Regions from separate parts of the Mus musculus genome. Here region 2 is linked to region 1. Evidence: chromatin contacts called from public promoter capture Hi-C data. All regions are on one chromosome and are shown on one strand. Each heading gives the region's core, a stretch centred on a gene start, on an enhancer-like site or on the middle of the called end of the contact. The rest is flanking DNA. Distances are from core to core; before and after follow the strand shown. Region 1 has its middle 13 kb from the start of Gm39352. Region 2 holds the start of A730043L09Rik (RIKEN cDNA A730043L09 gene).

Region 1 (5,270 bases), core at 1,302-3,801:
AAGGCAAGAGGTATGCAGAGTTAATTTGTCACAGTGAGGTCATGCTGCCCGTCGTCATCGTCGTTATCTGGGGTCCAGTCCCTCTGCAAGGTAGTCTGACGGCTGGAATCTCTTGTCTGGAGACAAGTTGCCCTCTGGCCAGCTGCAGGCTTTAGCCCTTTCCTTCTCCCATCATGAGCTTCTTGGGGAAATGCTTGGGGGAGCGTCATCTCAGTAGTCTAATAACCAAAAGCATAGCACCTCACCTAAAAGACCTGGAGCGGCTTGCTGGATTGTGAGCCAGGATGACTCCTTGCCTCTGGGCCTTCTTGCTTCCCTCCCTAACTTCTTAGCTGGGGTGTTTCTTGTCACTGTTTTTCTGGTGTGGAAAGGGCAGGTGGCACTGTTGGTTAAATATCCGCTTCACCGGAGGACCAAGCTTACATTTGCTCGTCATGCTTTGACTCCCACCCAGGCAAATTACTTGGGTGGTGTCTTACGGTTTTACTGTTGTGAACACCATGACCAAAGCAACTCTTTCCCCCCCCCCCCCCCCAAGACAGGGTTTCTCTGTGTAGCCCTGGCTGTCCTGGAACTCACTCTGTAGACCAGGCTGGCCTCAAACTCAGAAATCCTCCTGTCTCTGCCTCCAAAGTGCTGAGATTAAAGGCGTGCGCCACCACCGCCTGGCCCAAAGCAACTATTATGAGGACAGCATTTAATTAGGGCTGGCTTACAGGTTCAGAGGTTCAGTTCATTATCATCAAGGTGAGAGCATGGCAGTATCCAGGCAGGCATGGTACAGGAAAAGCTGAGAGTTCTAAGTCTTCATCTGAAGGCTGCTAGCAGAAAACTGACTTCCAGGCAGCTAGGATGAGGGTCTTAAAGCCCACACTCACAGTGACACATATACGCCAAGGCCACACCTCCAAATAGTGCCACCCCCTGGGCCAAACATATTCAAATCACTACAGGTGGTAAATTCAATTCTTTGTGTGGAATTGTGACTTAAATGTCTGACTGACTGTGGTGTGGTCATTCTCCAATGCTAACATTTCTGAGGAAAGGCAAGTCTCCATTTGGCCTCCACCTTGTCCTCCATTTAACATTCCCAGCTGAATCCATGCAACCCTCGTGCAGGTTACCAGATCTCGAGCCATCAGGGGCTTTAGGTAGCTCATCCCACATGATGGACACACAGTAACTAAGGGTCTGATTCTTTCCCTCTTCCCACGCTGCCTGGGAATCAGACAGCCCGACTCGGGAAGGACTCTAGTCATCAAATACGTAAGACCTCTACCCGCCCCATCCTGGAAACCTGTAAGAGAGGACCTCTCACACTCAACCTCATGGGCCTGAACTCTCTTCAGAACTACGACCGACTATGTCATTAAAAACTGCCCTAGTAAAACTGCCCTCTTACTAAAAAGAGAGTCTGCCTCAGTTTCCCCCTCAAATCAGAGTCCCTAATACTCTGAAGTTCAGCGCCATCAGCTATAAAACCAGAATACCATAGCACTTATCTTATATGGCTTTTTTTTTATTGAAATAATTCCAGGTGCAAAAGGAGTTACATTGTAACACCCATCTTATGTCAGGAGTGTGGAGTTACTCTATCTTCTGAGGAGTATCTGTCATTCCTAGAAAGGCCAGCAGGTGGTACTGTCTCAGAACAAATCTTTCCACCAGTTTCTCTGTGCAGGTTTTCCATTGGGTTGTTTGTGGTGGGTAGATTGGGGAGGAGGGGAGGGCAAAGCTGACAGGAAGCAGTTATAGAGAGTATAGCACTCTCCTTTTCCAGAGGGGGCGTCACTAAGACCAAGAAGTGCTCAATACTTTCCACTGGCTGTGACAGAATAGACTGGAGTCCTCTCAGAAGAATCAGGCTGGAGTCCAGGGGACATTCTTGCCTTCTCCTTGCTTCATGGACTAGGATGCCACAAGACTGGCCAAGTAGGGATGCGGCAAGGACCAGTCATAGAAAAAGGCTGTCTGTGCTCTCCAGGCTGACTAGCGTCCAGAGAGATCTTGGTTATCAGGTTGACCAAGCTCTCTTCTCACAAACCGGATACTGGGAACTCAACAAAGTCATTTAACCAATGTGTTCCAGAAGCCAGAGTCTGGTCCAGGCCATGGGCCCAGGTCTCCTGCTTCCTAGATTGATCCCCTTCCAGTTTTTCTTGGTTCAAATGGGAAAGGAAAAAGTATACAGGAAAAAGATTGGCCCAAATGTCTTCCATCTCTGCACCTAGGCCACTCCTACTCCCTTTCACTCTGATGCTTAACCCATGACCCCTACCATCACAGTCTCATGAAATTGCCCTTTCGTCTCCTGCACTTGGAGTTTGGACAGAGGGCATCCATTTTTGTTAAACAGGAACACAATCTAGAGAGGGTACAAGCCTCCCAGGGGAAAGAAATAGCCATAAGAGGGATTGGGGGAAGCAGGGCATTGTTGCTGGGCAACCAACTTCTTCTGTTGCCTCGGTAACAGCCCCATCAGAGGGAGGCTGTATGCAGAGTGTGCCTATGAGCTCCAGTCCTGGTGGCACCAGCTGGCTGGGTGTCCCCTCCCCCCACCCTGTTTCACACGGCCTCCTGCACATATGGGAGGGCCCCAAGCAAGGTTACAGCCCTTTCCCTCTGCACCTCCTGCCTTCTGCACCATCCTTCAGCACAGAAGCATATGCTGTGCACATCCAGGTAGTCCGCTTGCCTCCAGACTCCTGTTCATACTCTCATTCACTCAACAAACATGCACCCTATGGTGCCTACACTGCAAGGACTCAGCCAGGTCCCAGGACACAGGGAAGTCAGGTAGGGTCACACAGTTTCAAGCAGTAACTAGCAGGGTAGTCAGACAAGTAACTGTGAATGCATTTGACCAGAGAACCATGGAGTCACAAAAGAGTGGGCCTCCACATCTGAGGGAGGAAAGGGGGAAGGGGTGGGCCGTGTAACACACTCCCAAGATGCCATGATCTCCTCTCCAGAACTTTGAGCAGTACTCACTGAGGCAAAGGGAACGTGCAGCTGTGACTACATTAGGGACTGTGTGGTGGGGAGTTACCCAGATCATCTTGGTGGCCCTGGATGTAACTATGGGTCTTCCAAGAAAGAGAGAGAACTAGAGAGAGGGAGATGGGGTGGTAGAAACACATGGCAGGAGCGCTGTGAGGAAGGGCCACAAAGTGCAGCATCTCCACAGCCCTCTGCTTTGGACTTCTGACCTTCAGTGCTGAGAAAGTATACAGTGGTCTCACTTCAAAGCATCAGATTTGTGGTCATTTGTAAGAGTGGCCACAGGGGTGGGGGGAAGAGTTGCCACAGAAAACTAATAGGGGTTGGAGAATTTCTTGGAGGAGGTGATGTCTGGTAGAACTCTAAAGAATTAGGGGTGAGTCCCTCAAGGGACAGAGAAGCCTACTTAGACAAAGACCAGGATGAGATTGGCTCTGGTCCACTGTGCTTTCTCAAGGCCGTGAGAGATAGACAGGGAGAGGAGGTAGAGGCTGGCAGTTGTGAGAGAGGAAGGTAGTGGCCGGATCACACCGGGTGTCCCAGGGAGCAAGAGGGAGCCACTGAAGGTCACAGGGAGAGGTGGCTGAGTCACACTGCAATGCTGAGGTCCCTGGCTTCAGCAGAAAGGACTGTGGAAGCAGTATAGTCCCCATGAGAGTTGAGAACAGCAGCGATGGGATGAAGGGGCAGCAGGAAAGGCTAGACTCTGGGATGAACTGGGGCGAACTATGGACTGACTCCATCCATCCCACTGTTTGGAAGACAAGGAAAGAACAGGTAATTTGGGGCTTTGGTTTTGCCAGTAGGTGGCGCCATTGGCCATACGGTGGTAGGGAGCCAGAAGTCTGGGGCAGATGTAGAAAGGAACCCAGTGTCTCTGAGCAAAACCCCAGGAGGTGGGAAATACTTACTGGGAATTAGATAGAGGATGCTGCCCAGAGAGCCTGTGGCTGTTAGGGTGCCTCTGCGGAGGCACCACCCCAGTTACCTCCTATTGCAGTTCCAACCAGAAGGTTCCAGAAGCTGACAGAGACTGAATATCTGAAGAGCAGCCCTGTCTGGGACCTAGAAAGCAGCTCTGTGTTCTCAACATCTCAACTCCAATTTCTTTATAAAACCTAGGCAGACTCCACCCTGGCCTGAGGAAGGGGACACCGTGGATCCGTTGGTGGCCCACCCTCCCACCCTTCTTCCAGTCGTCCAATATCCAGGAGAGCTGGAGGTGCCAGTGAGGCCTGAAAATGACCAGAACCCAGCTGGAAACCAAGAGTCTCAGGTGTATGGCAGGTCAAAGAAGGATGGGTACCGGCAACATCCTCACGTCCAACTCTGGGGGTACGTCTGTGAAAACACTGGGGTGTGAACTGGTAAACTGGACAGTAACTTAAAATTTTCCACCCTAAGAAAGTACTCTCTCCCACCAGGTATAGGGGCACACACCTTTAATCCCAGCAGAGGAGGAGGCAAGTGGATCCTTGTGAATTGGTGGTCAGCCTGGTCTAAGCAGTGAGTTCTAGGCTAACCGGGGCTATAGAGTGAGACGCTGTGTGATAGTTTGAGTAGGTATGGCTCCCACAGACATTTTGAATGCTTGGTCATAGGAAGTGGCACTATTAGAAGGTGTGACCTCGTTGGAGGAGTTGTGTCACTGGGAGGGAGGCTTTGGGGTTATATGAGCTCAAGCTAGTTGAAGTCACATGGTTTCCTTCTGCTGCCTTCGGATCGAGATGTAGAACTCTCAGCTCCTTCTCCATCACCATGCCTGCCTGCACACTGCCATGTTTCCCACCATGACCATAATGGACTGAACCTGTAAGCCAGCCCCAATTAGATGTGGTTCTTTATAAGAGCTGCCTTGGTCATGGTGTCTCTTTATAGCAATAAAACCCTAAGACATGTCTTGTCCTGTCTCAAGTATACAAACAAACAAACAAACAAACTCCTTTTACTCAGTAGTTTCAATGTTTGCAACATATCCTAAAGAAATAAACAGAGGCAGGTGTGATGGCACACACCTTTAATCTCAGCACTTGGGAGGCAGAGGCAGGCAAAACTCTGAGTTGGAGGCCAGCCTGGTCTACACAGCCAGTCTTGGACAGCCAGGGCTACACAGAGAAACCCTGTCAAAACAAAACAAAACAAAACAAAAAACAAACAAACAAAAAAACAGAACAGAACAGAACAGAATATCTATGTGCAGAGATGAACATGGGGCAGTGTTTGTAGTTGCCAAAACTGAAACAACTTATTTAACAACAGGGCAACATTGA
Region 2 (5,503 bases), core at 318-2,817, 310 kb after region 1:
TCTGTCTGTCTATCTTGGTCCCTTGCCCTCCTTTTACCCATGCCTCATTGATCTTCTGAGAAGCGAGATGCAGACAATACCTTTCTGCATCCAGTCATCTGGTTTACATACCTAAGAATCCAGCCACCTGGGACGTAGCCACCCTGACAACCTCTCCTCGTCAGTCTTTTCCACTGGGACCGAGGCTAATCACATGCCCTGGTTGTTCCAGTGAAGGTGGTTGGAAAAGAGGGGCTCACTCGCACGAAGCTTCGCCTGTTGGAGCTGGGGCCAGGCCTGGTGCTAGGGCCTTCCCCACAGTCTCCAGTAATCGAAGGTGGGACAGTGGGTAAAAGCACTTGCCACATGTGTATGAGGTTCCAAATTTGGACCCCCTAGAGCCCACACAAAGGCAGACATGATAGCACATGTCTGTAATCCCAGTTGCCTTAGGGCAAGACAAGAGATGGAGTCAGGAGACTCCCCGAAAGCTGCAGGTGCACTCTGCTCTTGGACTGAATATTCAGTTTGAGCCTCTGCTTCAGGTTCCCCCCTATGGGAATTTTCTCCCCTGCTGTGATGGGCTGGACCTCAAACTGGGAGTCAGAATAAACCCATCCTTCTTCAAGTTGTCTTTGCCAGGGTCTTTTCTATCAACGAACTGGAAAACAACCATCTAGTTATGCGCCTGTTGCTGTAATAAAGCACTTTGGGAGGGAAAGGGTTTATTTCATCTTACAGTTCTACATTGTAGTGTGTCAGTCACCAAAGGAAGTCAGGGCAGGGACAAGAGGCAGGGACTGAAGCACAGCCTGTGGAGGAGGGCTGCTTTCTGGCTTGCTCCCCACAGCCTGCTCAGCCCATTATTTTTAATACAATCCAGGACCTCTAGCCCAGGGGCGGCATAACCCACAGAGGGCTGGGTCCTCCCACATTAATCATTAATCAAGAAAATGCCCCATAGGATTATGTATAGGCTAATATCACAGGGCACTTTGCTAGTGCAAGTCTCTCTTCCCAGATGAATGAAGTCTGTGTCAAGTTGACATACAACTAACCCGGAAAGGAGCTAAGACACTGGTCATAGGTGAAAGAACTTGGTCGGAAGAATTGAGTGTCCTTCTGTCCCCCATGACTAATCGAAAGTGCCCTTTGCTTTCTCTATAGGCAGACTCCAGTTGTCCACAAGAGGGCGCTGTAGAACCAGGGAATCTCCGGAGGCTTCACTTCACTTCACCCGGAGGCAGGATCGTTCCTAAAGGGTTTAAATGGAATGAAAGAGGGCCTGGAGGACGCACCCTGTTACAGACTCTCTGCTTCAGGCAGCACCTCCAGGCTCAGTCTCTGACCATCTGTGGGTATCTGTCCTTCTTCTCTGTAAGCTGTGAACTTCCCAGGGTCTGACCTGTGGTGCCGGAGACCTAGCACGCGTGAGGTGGACAGGCCTAAGCTGGCTGAGAGTGTCACTGGAGCACGGGAGTACTGAAACGTACGAGCTCTGGAAAGGAGTGCAGCACATCAAGTTGTCAGCTGGGATCTGGAGACCAGGAGTGCAAACACAGCGGGCGGAGTGACGCTGCCAGAGCCATTCTGCTCTGAGAGACAGCAGGCATTAGCAAAACCAACCGTTAGGTGCACAAGTGCCGTTTGTTAATGCGCTGGGAGCCAGAGGACACTGATGGGAGGAGAGGTCACACAAGCTTTACTGAGAAGTGTCACTAGCCTGGCAGACAAGACTGAAAAGGTGGGGGGCGGTGTTAGGGACAGCAGCAGAGATTGTCCCTGTGCAAACACCTGGTCAGCAGTCGGGTCACTGGACTGACATAGTTTCTGCTGTGCTGTGCTTGGAGATGTGCCTCTCTGAGCCATCACTTTACCATCCACAGAGTGAACAAATCGATGTGTGTCGGGTGCAGACGTCGAAGCCCACGCCTGTAATCCAGCACGTGTGGATATGAAGGCAGAAGAATCAGAAATGGAAGGCCAGTCTCAGCGCCGTGGTGAGTTCAAGGTCAGAGTGGGCTACATGAGATCCTTCCTCAAAAAAAAAAAAAAAATTGATGTTTTTGTGGCAAAAGGTATATTTTTTTAAAAAAAGAAACCCCAATAGAACATTATGTTTAAAAAAGACTATCTGACATGCCTGTTCACGTGACAGAAAAATAAATGACGGGCCAGAGAGATGGCTCAGCAGATGAAGGTACTCGCCACCAACACTGACGACCAGAGTGCCACTCCAGGACCCAGATGGTGGAAAGAGAGAACCAGCTGCTTAGGACTGTTCTCTGACCTCCACATGCCCTCCCCCCTTTCCCTTTTCTCCGTCCCCCTCTTTCCCACTCCTACATGATTCTCTCACCCATGGGGGGGGGGCCCAGCCCGGTGACCATACCCTACTCAGGGTTTCCTTCTCCCGTGGCCCCCAATCACAGGGATGCAGTGAGCATCCAACAGTCTGGCTCCAGTTCAGATATTAAAGCGCCATCTTTAGGAACTGTCCCAGGTAGCTGCCAAGGGTACCCTATCTCCCCACCCTCTGCTTTCACCTGAGCTCCTTATCCTGGGCACATGCTGGAGACATGCTCAGCAGTCATGAGCACGGCTGTTCTTCCAGAGGACCAGGGTTTGGTTCTTGGTACCCATAGCTGGTGGTTCACAAAGCCTGTGACTCCAGTTCCAGGGGATCCTATGGTCTCTCCTGGCCTCTGTGGGCAGCACCACACACACTCTTGTTACACACATTGTGGTGGTTTGAATGAAAATGGCTCCCATAGGCTCAGAGGGAGTGCCACTGTTAGGAGATGTAGCCTTATTAAAGTAGATATGGCCTTGCTGGAGGAAGTGTGTCACTGGGGGTGGGCTTTGAGGTTTCAGATGCTCAAGCCAGGCTCAGTCACACTCTCTCTTCCTGCTGCCTGTGGATCCAGGTGTAGAACTCTCAGCTACTTCTCCAGTGCGTCTGCCTATATGCCTCTGTGCTTCCCACCATGGTGACAATGGACAAAACCTCTGAGCTATAAGCCAGCTTCCTTTATAAGTGTTGCCATGGTCATAGTGTCTCTTCGAAGCAATGGAAGCCCCATATAAGACACACATAAATAAAAAATAAAACCTTAAGACTTTAGCCAGGAGTTACTCATGATGATATTTTAAATCCATATACTTATGCATGGCTTATGTAATATTTTTTAAATAAACAAATGTAGAGATGGTAATGTCACCTGAGATCTCCAATACTGGATGGGGGGAGATAGCTCAATAGGTAACGCCACTGCTGTACAACCATGAGTACCTGAGGAAAAATAGCTGTGTATGGTGGGGTGCACCTGTCCCCCCACTGCACTGGGGACCCCGGGAGGTTATTGACCAATAACCTGAACTATCTCCAGATTCAATGAGGGACCCTGACACCAAACATAAGGAGGAGAGTGACAGAGAAAGGCATGTGACATCAGAACCTGGCCTCACTCGGCCACACATAGCTGCACATGCTACACACAGAGGTGGGAGATTTCAAGAGCTCAAGTGAGTGTATTTCAGGTAATGGCCAAGGGATGGGCCACCCAGTGTATAGGGGGAACACCAATGCCCAGACATGGGCATTATTCATTATTTTTAGTCCCAGGCTTAAGTGATCTAAGTATTAAAATGAGAAACAGCCTCATGGAAGTCTGAGGCTGGCCTGAAAAGCCTGCATAGATCATGAGCAGATATAAAGATAAAGTTGTGGACACAGGGACCAAGCTTAGCACAAGCCCAAACGGGAGTCCAGACACCTGGGGCATGGTCTGTGCCAAACAAGTACATCGCCAGTCTTTTTATGGCTCATCTTTATAGTGATCTTGCTCTCCTTTAAAAATAAGGTTAATTTCAACAAGGTGTTTATTTTATGATGGAATCCATTCTGTAAGGAGGAAGGGGCAAGCTCCACGTCAGGGGGTGGTGGGATGGAGACCTGCCTCTCAAGGGAAGCTTCCAGACGTCCAACTCTCACCATCCAGCTTGGCAAAGGAAAAAGCTGCAAAAAAAAAAAAAAAAAAAAAAAAAAAAAATCCAAATTTGCCTAGATCTGAGTTTTAACACACAGATAAATTTTTCTAAACACCCTCAAAGGCCATTCAAGGGAAATAAATGGCTTTTCCTCCCTCCAGTGACACACAGTTACCTCCACTCCTGGGTGACTCCTGGGGAGAGGTGAACAATGTCTAGACAGCTCAGAGAGAGCACCACGAACAGACCAAAGACACTCTCCCACTGGGATATGACTCAGTGGACCAGGGAGTCTGTGGGGTTACTCGTGGGAGCACAGTGACTCTAAAGCAGCTACAGCATAGAGAAGCCCACCCAAGCGCCAGTGAGGTCTCCGCAAAGCTGCATACCTATAGTTCCCTTCTGGACTTGCAGGAGGCTCAGCACGGTGTAAAGGCTAATTCTGATTGTCTAGTTGATTGGATCTGGAATTACCTAAGAGACATGCCTCTGTGTCCATCTATGGAGGTGTTTCTAGGATGGGTGAAGATTCCCAGAGCAGATAGACGTTCAGATAGGACATCTGCCTATCTTCACTCCTTGCTGGTGAGTGTGTCTATCCCATTGCTTTGAGAAGCCCAGTTTCTTCAGCCGTTCAATATGGGCTGAAGCCCGGAGGTTCTCCAGGAGTGCTCCAGGCCTTCAACACCAGACTAGGACTGCTAAGGCATCCGGCATCGTGGATTGAGGAATTTCTGAGTTCTCAACCTCTTCAGTGTGTGGGCAGCTAGCACTGAGCTACTCTGTCCATATCACGGAAGTCAGTGCACCCAGTCTCCCTTGCGACACATATTCTGTCTCAGATCCTTTCTTAAAGAACCTGACTAACACATGTGGTATTGTGTGAACTCCAGGAGGGCGGGTGTTCTTGTCTCTGTCTTCCATGAAGGGAGCTGGCATGACTGGCTGGAACCCTCACCTCTGACCTTCTCTGATGCTCCATTCCAGAGCAACAAATGCCACTATCCTTGCAGCAGACAGGACAGTATGACACGACAGAGTAGGCAGCTGCCCTTTAAGATGCAATTTCAGGCACCCCAGAAAGAACACACCTCCATCTCCCACACCTCTACCACCCACGGTCACGTTGGTTCCAGAGTAAGCGGTCTGGTTCCATTTGCAAATCCAACCTGCTTGCAGAGGTTCACTCCACCTTAGTGTCCCCAGACTGGAAATGCTGGTGACAGCTACTCTAACTTCCTCTCTGGAATATGAGGAGGTGTTACAGGGGTCCCTGCTCCTCCTCGGCTACAACCTCCTCCTCCTCCTCATGTTTCTCCCTCCTCCTTTTAACTCAAAAGAGATGGATGACTTACAAAGAGCAAATGAGTCAGAAATAGGGAAGCGGAAAAAGAGAACGATTTTGCCAAGTTATTATTCAGAGGTGCTCTCTGGGACCGAGAACAAGAGCGACCCCATCAATCACACAGCAGAGCGCCCGGGCAGGCGATCTATGGTGTCAGCCGACAGCCATTGCATGAGCAAGTAGGCCAGG

What was found. Promoter capture Hi-C pulls out the DNA fragments that hold promoters and counts their contacts.
Region 2: a promoter capture Hi-C map of hippocampal neurons shows a contact between it and region 1, with 2.3 times the contacts expected there. The contact joins the promoter of A730043L09Rik here to the enhancer-like site in region 1. A contact is called at or near these places in 9 of 39 promoter capture datasets (the C10 cell line, embryonic stem cells, hippocampal neurons and 3 more), 3 of 15 datasets of contacts at CTCF or cohesin (the G1E-ER4 cell line, embryonic stem cells and large pre-B cells), 18 of 484 Hi-C or Micro-C datasets (the C2C12 cell line, the G1E-ER4 cell line, the HL-1 cell line and 6 more), 3 of 115 datasets of contacts at active chromatin or transcription factors (SST interneurons, cardiomyocytes and embryonic stem cells) and 1 of 9 other capture datasets (embryonic stem cells).

Annotation. Positions count from the first base shown.
Region 1 is chr9:62,552,047-62,557,316 of GRCm38.p6, reverse strand. No RefSeq gene overlaps it. Among named protein-coding and RNA genes, the nearest start is that of Gm39352, 13 kb to the right of the region's middle. Within about 2 kb of position 2,551, at least 30 of the 459 cell types and tissues checked have an H3K27ac peak or open chromatin away from gene starts, as enhancers often do. A contact at or near this core is called in the N1E-115 cell line, SST interneurons, cerebral cortex and 3 more, where this site is marked.
Region 2 is chr9:62,240,164-62,245,666 of GRCm38.p6, reverse strand. It overlaps A730043L09Rik (RIKEN cDNA A730043L09 gene), which reads left to right and starts at 1,567. Exons shown (of 3, transcript NR_040769.1): 1 at 1,567-1,723; 2 at 1,866-1,979; 3 at 2,138-3,071.